Linked DNA regions of Mus musculus: region 2 is linked to region 1. A link is a contact called in public Micro-C data. All regions are on one chromosome and are shown on one strand. The core of a region is the stretch at or near the end of the contact, and the rest is flanking DNA. Distances in the headings are between cores, read along the strand shown.

The links. Hi-C and Micro-C count contacts between places; a contact is called where the count stands out from the background.
Region 2: a contact with region 1 is called in a Micro-C map of brown adipocytes, with 2.2 times the contacts expected there. The contact joins two enhancer-like sites. A contact is called at or near these places in 1 of 484 Hi-C or Micro-C datasets (brown adipocytes), 1 of 115 datasets of contacts at active chromatin or transcription factors (microglia) and 1 of 9 other capture datasets (pancreatic islet).

Annotation. Positions count from the first base shown.
Region 1 is chr2:170,175,624-170,181,734 of GRCm38.p6, forward strand. It overlaps Gm34403 (predicted gene, 34403), which reads right to left. Exons shown (of 3, transcript NR_166137.1): 3 at 1,666-2,294. Among named protein-coding and RNA genes, the nearest start is that of Gm34403, 6.1 kb to the right of the region's middle. Within about 2 kb of position 2,203, at least 22 of the 459 cell types and tissues checked have an H3K27ac peak or open chromatin away from gene starts, as enhancers often do. A contact at or near this core is called in brown adipocytes, where this site is marked.
Region 2 is chr2:170,399,171-170,405,281 of GRCm38.p6, forward strand. The region is part of intron 4 of Bcas1 (breast carcinoma amplified sequence 1); the gene reads right to left. Among named protein-coding and RNA genes, the nearest start is that of Bcas1, 26 kb to the right of the region's middle. Within about 2 kb of position 2,366, at least 68 of the 459 cell types and tissues checked have an H3K27ac peak or open chromatin away from gene starts, as enhancers often do. A contact at or near this core is called in brown adipocytes, where this site is marked.

The sequences.
Region 1 (6,111 bases), core at 953-3,452:
GTTAGGAACCAAACTCCAGTCCTCTACAAGAGCAATCCTCCTGCCTCGTCTTCTCAAGTGCTGGGATTACAAGCTGTGTGCCACCACTTCCTGTTTAATGCAAAGCTGGAGATAGAACCCAAACCCAAGGCTTTCTACACTCTGAGCAAACCCTCCATCAGCTGAGATCCACCCAGTCCTGCCTGCTGCCTGCTTCTTTAGCTGTGAGGCCTCGCACTGGGGCTAATTCAGTTTCCTCTCTTATCATGGTCATCAGGAGCATGTCCCAAACAGCTCTGTTTCCATCCTCTGTGATGAATCTGCATTTATATCGTGTTTTGATTGGTTTGTTTTTTTTTAGAAGACTCTTTAGAAAGGTTGGACAGATGGCTTTGCGGGTAAAGGTACCCACCTCCAGGTCTGACCATCTGAGTTCAGTCTCTGCGTGCCACGTGTGTAGGAGAGAATTGACTCCTGTAAACTGTCCTGTGACCTCCACACTTGCACCATGGCACGTGCAATAAGTAAATAAATGTTTTTTTTTTTTTAATGAAGGAAGGTTCTTCACAGGAAAACATGCATGTATGCCCCGAAAGTTTTTACTGTGCAACTTTTTGATGTTTACTTTTAAAGAGTGTTTTAAGGTTTCAGTATTTTTGTTGTTATTATTATTATTATTATTGACAAATAAAAGATGAAGTGAACAGCAACTCTTATAATAGTTTTTCTATTTGCCAGAGGTAGATCTTTCCAGCCAAGTAGGGGTTTGCCAAACCTGGCTAGGATCTAAGGCTCCAGTGTAGGGGGGAAGGGGTGCGTGTGAGAGGTATGGGGGAGGGGGAGGAAGCAGCTGATGCCATTGAAAATGAGGAAAGCCCTGCCCAGGCTGTGTTCCCAGCCTTGCTCACAGTACCACACATTCATCTGGGGAAATTTTTACATTTGCCCTCTGAGCCCTGGAGGAGGGGGGAGGAAGAAGAGAAGGGGCGAGCAGGGGGAGGGTTGGCGGGGCGGGGGGGGGGGTGTCTGGGGGGGAGGAAGGGAAACCAGGAATGTCACACACTTCACAGAAGGAAGCAGAGGTATCAGCTGGCCACTGCAACATCAATTTAAAAGCATCAATAAATAATGGAGCCAGGCGTGCAGCAGACTGGCCACCAGAACCAGCTCTGCTTTTAGGATTCCAATGTTGCTGTTTGGAACTTGGCTGGCGGCTCCTCTGACCTGTCTCTGGACAAGGCCCGATGGTGAATGGCATCTGTTGATTAGTTTTAAACACTCTTTTCAGAATCTCTTCTTCTTGCCCCACCCCCCACCCCGGAAAAGATTTTAATACATTCCGAATTTCTTTTTACAATTCTAATGTATTTTAAAATTAGGATTATTCCTAAACCGCGTATTCTGTCTTTGTCTTTTGATTTATTTGTAGTTTTCACAGTGTCGGGATGGGACCCCGGGTTTTACACATGCTAAGCAAGTATTCCACCTCCGAGCTACATTCTGAGTTCCCAAACTATGCTTTTGTAGTCGTTGTTTGTTGCTTTAGTTTTGTTTTGAATCCGGGTCTCTCGTTGTTACTCAGGGTAGCCTCTTAGCTCTTGATATTTCTGCCTCAGTGCTGGGATTGTATGTATGTGTCATTCAGTGAATGTTTGCTTCCGGCAAAGAAAAGAGCTCCCCTCCCAGTTTAACCATGTTATGTTTTAATTCATTTTTGCACCAAGAAGCATCCACATGACACTGTAATAGATGATCAATCACTTCTAGATTCCTAATGTTACAAAACCATAACGTTTTCCCAGAAAGCTTCGTGTACCCTCTCTATAAAACTACCCTCCTGAGGCTGAATTTAAAACTAGAGCTGGTCCCTGTGACCTTCGAGTTAGCTGTTTCCGAGTGTCCCTTGCCAAATGATAAATCATAACTCTTTCAACTTCCCCAGAGGCTTCAACACAGAGAGAACAAAGTCCACCAGAGTTCCGAGGCTCTGTAAGGCACACTAAGAGGACTACTCCCCAAAACGTGTAATTCTCAGAGCAGTGGAAACTCTCTCCCAAATAGCGATGTCTTCCCCTGGGAGTACCGGGATTTGGGTAGGGGGAAAGATGTCAGGCCAAAAGCTGCCTTGGGCAAACACGGGTCACCATTGCAGGAGTTGCCTGGCGTCTTTGGGGGTTTAACGCCCTTCATCGCAGAACTGAGCCGGGAGTGTTGAGTGACTAAGAAGTAAGCAGCCCGGGTTTCAAAGCTGCGGACGCTGGAGCGCATTTCCAAGGCTTGTCTGCTGTAAGGATGGCACCGTCCTCCTCTTAGATCTGTCTCAAGAGAATTGTATGTTTTACTTTATAAAACATACAGTATGTCAAAAAGGCAAATGGTCCCCCAAACAGTGCTTATGAAATACCCCCAACCACCAGGCTTTTTTTTTTTCTTTAGACGGGGTCTTACTCTTATGGCTCAGGCTAGCTTTGAAATCCCTATGTAGCCCAAGCTGGCTTTGAACCCCAAATTCACCTACCTTAGTTTCCTGAGAACTGGGATTACAAGCATTCGCTCCTATCTCCTTCCATTTTGAAACAGGCTCTCCCTACAGACAGACCTTCAAGCTCAGCCCTGTCTCTGCCTGCAGGAGGCTGCACCCTCTAGCTTCTACCCACTTTTCAGAAACTCCATGGATACGGGGGGGGGGGGGGGGGGGGCTCACAGGTAGCTCAGGAGTACAGCTCCCCACAGTACACTGTATTTAGGATATTTCAACCAAGTTCCATGTTTTCTAAGATTGGGATTTGCCCCTTCCTGTATTTCCAGTCTTCCCCAACTAAATCTTTCACGAGGCATGTGGAACTTTTTTTTTTTCTTTTCTCCCCCACCCCCCACCCCAGATCTCATTACGGATGGTTGTGAGCCACCATGTGGTTGCTGGGATTTGAACTCAGGACCTCTGGAAGAGTATCAGTGCTCTTAACCGCTGAGCCATCTCTCCAGCCCAGTATGCAGAATTTTAAATGTCCAGAAAATTGTAGCTCCTTTTTTCTTTATGTAGTCAACAGGAAGGAGGAGGAAGAGGAAGAAGAAGAGGAAGAGGAGGAGGAAGAGGAGGAGGAGGAGGAGGAGAGCAGCAGCAGCAACAAGAACAACAACCCATGGACTAGGCATGGAATAGGAAGTAAGCATTCAGCCTTAGACACAGTGAAATGCATCTGGTCTCGGCTGGATGTGCTGCCTCAGGCCTGGGTGATCCTGGAACTCCAGGGTCTTGAGGTAGGAGGATCTGAGCAAGTTCAAAGCCAGCCTGGTGTACATAGCAAGAGCCCAGGCTGTTCTGGCCTAGATAGTGGCACCCTGTCTTTAGGGACAAAACAGTTCGGTCTCACAGAAATGATTTAAACTAGAATTCCTTAAACTTTCTATAGTTTCTGTAGAACATTCTATTTAGGGGCATAAATCAGTGGTTAGCAGAGCATACGGTAGCATGCTAGAGAGCTCGGGTTTGGTCTCCAGCATTACAAAAACAGAATCAAAGGAAACACGACACACGCAGACCTCGTTGTGTGGTAGTTTCATTTATGTAAGTATGTATTATACATATTCATGTTACACACATGAGTAAATACATATAAATATATATCACACATATATATACATGCATACACAGATACAACTATATAATACACATATATGCATTCACACATACACATGCACATATACAATGCATACAAAATTTATATGCTTAAATGGACAATTCAGGGAAGTTACTAAGAAAGCTGACTTGGAATCCGACACACTAAAAGCACCACCATTTTGAGTGTGAAACCATACAATTTCATTGATTTCTGTTCTTTAATTACGTAAGAAGATCGTTGAGGCCTGGAGAAGCTGTGTATCTTACCCTGGGATCTTTGAGACTTCCCCTCTGGTCATGCCATATAATTTTGCCCTTAACCTCAAGAGTTTCTGTGTCCTTATCGGTAGGTAAGACAGACTCTCAGGGATCGGGGATCTGGAGGCAGTGAAATGTGCAGGCTTTTGAAAGAGCAAGGTTTGGAGCAAAGAGAAGGAACATTTAAAAGTACATGAGGCTGGTGGAGACTCCAACTTGTGACCAGGGGATCACTCTGCTTGGGCTCTGGACAGCTTTTAAGTGTCTTTCACCAAAAGGCTAAGCTATGGGGGGTGGGGTTTCCTTCTCCGTGGACTCTGCACATTTTCCACCAGCCCCCAATCTCAGAAGAATAGGCTTGAACCCCTTCCTTCCACCCAATACCCCCAACTGCCAGCATCCTGCCTCCTCTAGTCTCCTCCTGCCTCCTCCTGCCTCCTCCAACCTCCTCTAGTCTCCTCCTGCCTCCTCCAACCTCCTCCTGCCTCCTCTTGCCTCCAGTCTCCTCCTGCCTCCTCTAGCCTCCTCTAGTCTCCTCCTGCCTCCTCCAGTCTCCTCCTGCCTCCTCTAGCCTCCTCTAGTCTCCTCCTGCCTCCTCCAGTCTCCTCTAGTCTCCTCCTGCCTCCTCTAGCCTCCTCTAGTCTCCTCCTGCCTCCTCCAGCCTCCTCCAGTCTCCTCCTGCCTCCATGGCTCCATTTCTCATTGCTCTGGGTATGGCCAGAGTGCGGCTGTTGTGCGTTTTGGAATTTCCTCTCCACTCCTTGTCATTTCAGGCTGTGTTTGAGTTAATGATTTATCCAGAGAGGGTTATTAAAATTGACTTCAGTCTCCGAAGAAAGGAGAGTCTGTCAAACCTACATCTTAAGACTAATTGGATACATTTTGCATGAATTGTGATTAATGCAAGGTAATTTCAGAGGATGGTTTATGCTAATTAATAAATCAATCACATTTGGCTCATCTCTGAAGAGATAACTCTACAAGAGTATTACAAACCTGCTCAGCACCAGGTCAGTGTTTGAGGTAGTTCTAATGGAAAGAATAAATATTATAATTCAGAAATGGTACCTAAGGTAGATCCTCTAAAAAAAAAAATCACAAGCTCAAGAAGGGAAACCAAGGGGGCTGGTGAGATGGCTCAGTGGGTAAGAGCACCCGACTGCTCTTCCGAAGGTCCAGAGTTCAAATCCCAGCAACCACATGGTGGCTCACAACCATCCGTAACAAGATCTGACGCCCTCTTCTGGAGTGTCTGAAGACAGCTACAGTGTATTTACATATGATCAATAAATAAATCTTAAAAAAAAAAGAAAAGAAAAGAAAAAAAATCAACCAAAAAAAAAAAAAAAAAAAAAAAAAAGAAGGGAAACCAAGTACAAGCTGCTTTTCTAACATATTCTTGCATCTTGGTTGACTTTACATCTACAACAAAGCTCTTGTTGCTAGGCAGGCCTGGGTGAGGTTGGAGCACTTCTCCACAAGCCACCAACAGAACCTAAGGAACAGATGAAAGCCACAGATCACTTGGAACAAAAACTGACAGGTGTGGTGGCGCACGCCTTTAATCCCAGCACTTGGGAGGCTGAGGCAGGCGGATTTCTGAGTTCAAGGTCAGCCTGGTCTACAGAGTGAGTTCCAGGACAGCCACAGCTATACAGAAAAACCCTGTCTTTTAAAAAAAAGCAACAACAGCAACAATAACAACAACAAAACTCTTAAAATGTGATCCGAGGGATGGCAAGATGGCTCAGAGGGCGAAGGCGCTTGGCACCAAGTCTGAAGACTTGTGTTCGGTAGAAGGCCAAGCTGACTCCTCCAACCTCCCCACCCACAGTGACACACAAGTGTCCTCATATACATGTCACGTGTACCCACACTACTAATGAATACAAAACATAGCAAAACAACTGATCTGAGAGGTTACAAATTGCATCCAAGTCCCAGAATGCTTAGAAAGCAAATGCAGGTGAAATGCAGGTGAAACAGGTCCCTTCCACGACCAAGTTCTAGGGAGTCAAAGACCACCATAATCACAGCTTCTACAGAGAGCAATGGCTTGTGCTTCTCCTGTCAGACTAGGAGGGACACACACCGTTCAACAGAAAGCAAGCAGAGTTCCTCGCTATCTAAACGGAGGGGTAGTCTAACTCAGGAAATGCACCCTTACAGACTGCCAGGACCAAGACAGCAGATGAGCAGAGCCGAGAGCATCTCACTGAAATCTCAGGCAGATTAATTAAACTCAACCCAGT
Region 2 (6,111 bases), core at 1,116-3,615, 220 kb after region 1:
GGATTAATTTGGTATCCTAGCTCCACCCAAGCTCAAGGGAATAATCCAAATGGATAAAATCACTTGAAGAAAATCTTACAGTTCTGGACTTAAAGTTGTATCTATGACATGAAACCTAAAAGTCATGAAAAGAGAGAGTGGGAAGTAAAGATTCCAAATGTTCGTAAAAACCTCCATTAAGCAGGCTGTAGTAACAGGTGCCCAGATAGTGCTGCTGAAGTATAAATTAATTCAGTCTGGATAGAGGAAAAGTTGTTATTGCTTACCAAAATAAATAAATAAAAATAAATAGCCTAGCAATTCCATTTCTAAGAGTTTATTCTAAACCTAACATCACACAGGTCAAATGACTAATTGGAAGAAGATGCTTGCTGTAGGGAGAGTGACAGAAGAGTTGGGCAGACAGGCAAAGGTCATGGGTAAGTCAAGGTTAAATGTGTCGTGCATGGTATGTCTGTCTATTCAGTAGAACACTTCATAGACATGAGGAATGAGGAAGCGCTTTATGTGCAGGCAAAGAGTGTGTTAACTAAATAAAAGCGTGGTACAGTGTATATACTATATTACTATTTCTGGAAGACAGAAAAAAAATAAGAATTCAGATTTTATTTCTGTCTAAATAAATGATAGGAAGATACACTAAAATGCAAAGGGCAAGAAGAATTCAGTCAGTGGCAATGACAGACAAACGTATGGATTGCAATTTCTCGATTTGAGCCAGGAGAGTGCATTACTGCATTGCTGGTTTTAACTGTCACCTTGATGCAACAGAGAATCACCTGGGATCAGAGTCTTAATGAGGAATTGTCTCGATGTAGATGCCCTTTGGGCGTGTCTGTGGGGGGTTATTTTGATGGTTGATTTATGAACAAAGACATGGCCCTATGTGGGCGGCGCCATTCCCTATGCTGAGCTCTGGACTGGTTCAGACTAGAGAACTCCCTTAAATCAGTAACTAGCAGACTGAGCTCAGCCCGGACTTCCTGAAAATGATGGGCTGTAACTCAGGACTGTGAACTACAATAAAACCTTTTCCTCCTAAGTTGCTCCCCCCCCCCCCGCCCCCAGAATATTTTAATGCAGCAACAGAAGTACAACCAGGGCAGTCTATAACAGCAAAGGTTAAACAACTTGTGTAACTAGAGAAAGCATAATAATCGTCTCTAGGGTCAAAGTAAATGAGGCTGGGGTTTGGCTCCAGCTCTCAGGTCACCAGCTGAGAGCTTCTTGCAGGACCGGACTGTCTTTGTCCTTAATCTCAACTGTCTGCACTACAATTAATCGCACTAGTAAGGTTCCCAGGACACGCTAGAAGTATTCTTCAGGAAATGCCCAGAAACCTTTAAGCAAACAGGTGTGGGTAATTATTCCCTATGTCAGAAGCCTATGCGTTTTCCTCCGTCTGTTGGCTTCAAAGAGCAAACAGGAAGGCGCTCCGGATAAGCCACCCTAATCTGTTGGGTTGGGGGCCGCCTCTGCCTCACTGGGACTAGGTTTTCGATGAGGAAACCCATCTGTGATCCTCAGTCCCCTCCCTCTGACAAGTGCCAATCAATCCTCAGCCTCCTCGACAGCAGGGTCTTGGCAGCCCAAAGCCGGACTAGGGCTGACTTCATTTTGAATCTTTAGACCAAGAATCAGGGCTGAGAACGCAGGGGCTTCTGAACTGAGCTGGAGGAAGGTGCAGAAACCAGCAACCGGCTCCTTCAATCTCTAGAAATTGGAGCCGGTGCTGCCTGGGATCAAAGGAAAGTGAGGAATGCGGCTTTCCTCTCCCCCGGGGATGCAGGATGCTACAACTGCACCGTGGGTTTTGTCTGCCTCTCTCACTTCCCTTTCTTCTCCCCAGATCATTGGCACCTACACGGAGACCTTAGATTCAGGAAGAAAAAGATGTTTAGCTCATTCTAGGACATACAATTCAGATACTTATTTGCCTAAAAAGAAAGTAAATTAACAAGCACGAAGAAGATACTATTATAATTTTGTGGGTCTCACTGGTAACGGTTTGTTATTGTGATCCCCACCCCGTCCCCTCCCCCCATATAACCACAAAGCTCAGAGTTACTAAGGAAATCAAAGATGTATTATCGATGTAGGGATTTTTGTTTGTTTGTTTGCTTGCTTGATGCTCTTATTTGTCCCACGATTCCTATCCCGATTCACACCAGCTAATAAAAGTGCATTTTCATGTTTTAAGCTCATAGCGGGACTGGGAAGGAATGCAATTGAAGCAATCCAGGAAATGTCAATCAGGAAAGGGCGCCAAAATCTGCCACTGTCGCACAGTGCTGGAGACAGGCTTGTTTGAAAAGCCAGCGTTGTTTCAGAGCAATTGCCACACAAGGTCTGGATCGCTGAGTTTGGGAACTAAGCAGAGAGAAAATCATCTCTTGTGGGCGCCACTGTGATCGGCAAGGGAGGCCTGCAGATGTCCAGTGCGCCTCGGGATGCTCTTGTCCCACGGCGCCACCTACTGGACGAACAGGAGAAATGTTGGCTGTGTTTCTGTTTTGTTTTGTGTTTTTATTGTGTGAAACAGACAAACCAGGCTTGGCAGCTCACGCCTGTAATCCCAGCACTTGAGAAGCGGTGCTGGAGGATTGCAATATTTCTATATTGCAATGCCCTTTCACAATCCCCTCTTAAATTAAAAAAAAAACACCTAAAAATAGAGAAAACATAGAGGAATAAACAAATGAGGAAAGCGTACATCTACTGAGCCATCATGGGAAAGAAATTACTACTACTAATTTCAATATTTCCACTGCCCTTTCATGGTGGGCAAGTGGGTACATGAGGCTGTGGTGGAGAGTTACAACCTAGTGGGTTTTTCTCAATTCTAAACTTTCCTCTTGCAAAGGAAGCTAAAATTAAAAAAAAAAAAAAATCCTTGGACTGGGGATTGATCACTCAAATGCAGTGTGCTTATGTAGCATACACAAAGCCCGGAATGCCATCAGTAGAAAGTCAATAACGTTATGGATAAAATGTTGTCCAGTGCCTCAGTAAATAATTAACTTTAAACTGGGTCATTTGAAAGACAAGTGTACTGAAAAAAAATTTTTTTTAATTGTGTTGTCATCACACAGGGTTGAAACAAATTTCCTAGAGATAGCCATGCTCCTATCTGGGAAATGATCAGATCTCAAGTGGAAATCAAATAAATCTTAAAATGTAAAAGTCTAAGGGCTGGAGAGATGGCTCAGCAGTTAAGAGTCCTTTGCACCCACACAGCAGCTCACAAACTCCAGTAACTACAGCGGCAGGGATCTGACACCCTCTTCCGGCTCTGAGGGTGACACATGCTCATGGTACACAGACAAACGCCCAGACACGTAAAATACAAAGACACACATGCATGCACACATGCACGTGCACATGTACATACGTACATATGTATGTATGCATGTATGTATATTTGTTTGTTTCCACTTTCCTCTGCCATTTAATATATATTACATATTTATATGTATATTATATATAACATATATATATATATATATACACACACATTTATATGTGTGTGCGTTTGCACTCTCCTCTGCCATGTTTTCTGAGAGAGATCTAAGAATTCCTACTAAGAACTGCTTGGTGTTATGCAAAGAAACACAGAGAGAGAGAGAGAGAGAGAGACGCACACACATATGCACACAGACACACACACAGAAACACACACATTTTGTCCTTTTAGATAATGCTTTCCAAATTCTCCTCCCAGTCATTTAAATTTATTTCCTGTCCCAGTTTTTGTTGTTGTTTGTTTGCTGTTGTTGGTTTTGGTTTGGTTTGGTTTGGAGACAGGATCTTGTGTAGTCCAGGCCAGCCTCCTGCCCACTGTGTAGCAGAGGATAATCTTGAATACCCGATTCTCCTGCCTTCGCCTCCCAAGTGCTGGGATTACAGGCGTGCACCACCACATCCACTTTACTGTCCGCCTGTCTTCTTCCCAGGAGAGCAGCGTTTCTGAACGTAGTGCTGGAAAGAAGGCGATCAGGGAGCGGAAACAGCAGGCTTGCTCTTCAGACTGTGGTTCCTGTGGCTGGAGTGACCTGGGGGCCCGGAGCTGGCATCCCTTAGGAAAGTCTGCTGGGGCCTTCGAGAGGGCTCAGCAAGTCCGGGTGCACTGCTGCCATGCCTGATGACCAGAGATCGGATTCAGGGACCGACATGGTGGAAAGAGAGAATCGGCTCCCACAGGTTGTCCTCTGACCTACACGCATGCGTGTACTCATGCTGACAGACAGACAAACAACCCACAAATAAATAATAATGTAAATGTAATAAATAATAAATGTAACGAAAAGTTTGGGGGGGGGGAGGGTTGTGAAGACGGATACGATGAGATCACGCTAGAACTACCAAAGCCAGCCATCTTTCTCTTCTTGTACAGGGTTCCTGTTTAAATAAGCGCCGCAGAACTTGAATAAATTCATAAAGCAAAAAGAAGCATTTCTAGTTCCTGAGGAACCATTCCTGGCAACGACCGCTCCTCCTCGAGCCCACCACAAAGATACCCCTGGAAGGACTGAGAGAGAAACAGACACCCAGTGTTTTCTTTTATGAGCAGTAAAACCAGATTGCCATTGTAGGATCGTTTTGCGCACGTGCGAGATCTATTAAATGTTTATCTTAGAACCCTGGTTCACTTGGGGAGAGAGAGGGGGAAAAAAAAGCCCCGTCCCTGCCAGCCAGTTGGTTTGTGTGAATCACAGCTCAGTCAGCTTTCAGGCCTATAATTTATCTTTTCTTTGGCCTATGTGGTAAATGCCCCACTTGTCCATGAATCCTCGCCTTGTTTTAATGATGCTATGGTCTGAATGTAGTTTTATAAGCCACACAGATAAGATTGTCATTCTGAAAACACAGATTTGTGTGTTTTTCCCCCCCAGGAGGAGATTTGGGGGGTGGGGAGTGGGGAGTTACCTCTGTCCTGATTCACATCTTGGTGGGATTGTGGCTGGAATTCCAAACCCAGCTAGGAGGACTCAGTGGTAGTGGGGGTGGAGGCAGGGAACTGTGGGGGATGGGAGAGGGGGAGGGACAGCTGACTCGGCAGAACCCAAGGCTTCATTTACCCGGAAGAATTCTGAGTCAATGCTGGTCAACTGCACCCTGGCGGTACTCTAGATCCAAGAGAATGTTACTGATTGGGAAGTTTTATTCATGTTATTTTCTGAGAGCTGTTTTTTCTCACTCTACTAAAAAACAAACAAACAAACAAACAAACAAACAAACCAATGGTTTTCTCCCCAAACACTGAAGTAGGCCATAGGAGCCAGATGGAAAACCTTGACAGATCAGAGGGCTTCTTTTTTTTTTTCTTTTTCTGTTTAGCTTTTAAAAATCCTTGTGCATATATATGCATTCAAATAGCCATGTGTTTGTAGGCTGAAGGTGAAACGGTTATCTCATACTATGTATAAAAAATGTTGTAGACATGCACAGTACAAGATAGACAATATTTCAAATTTCAGTGATACTGCCAACCAAAGCATGGACATTTGTAGGGTAGCCCAGCTGAGCACAGGAGTTTCCTTGGCAAGTGTAGCCAAGAGGGTCTTTTATCCAGGAAGAAACACATGTTATAACTGAGGGTGGGGCACTCTGAAAGATGGTTTTAACTGCGAACATCCCCCTGGGCCAGACTACATTCATACTTCCTATGTTTCTAACCCAGATTGCGTCTGGAAGGCAGTTTCACCTGGAAACCCATTAACTGCCATTAAGTCTAGCTGCTGTCTCTGAGGGTGTCCCTCACCCATGTTGTCTCCGAAGGTGTCCCTCACCCCTGCCCAACAGAGGAGGAGGCAGACAAGGCAAAACAACACTTCAAAACGGCTCACTTCAAAATGATTCTTTGAAAGAATGAACGAGTGTGCTGGGGTTTGTGACGAGAGAACTAGCTGGTGGCTGCTGGTTTGGTTTGTTTGATTAAGACGGAGGATTTGGCTGGGTCACTAGGCAACCGTGCAAAGACGGGCAGAGCAGAGCTCTTCATTCTCTCTCTCTCTCTCTCTCTCTCTCTCTCTCTAAATAACTCTATTTTTCCCTAATTCAGGTGATGGACGGGCTCTGGAGTCAGACGCCTTAAAAGCCTCTGACTGTTAA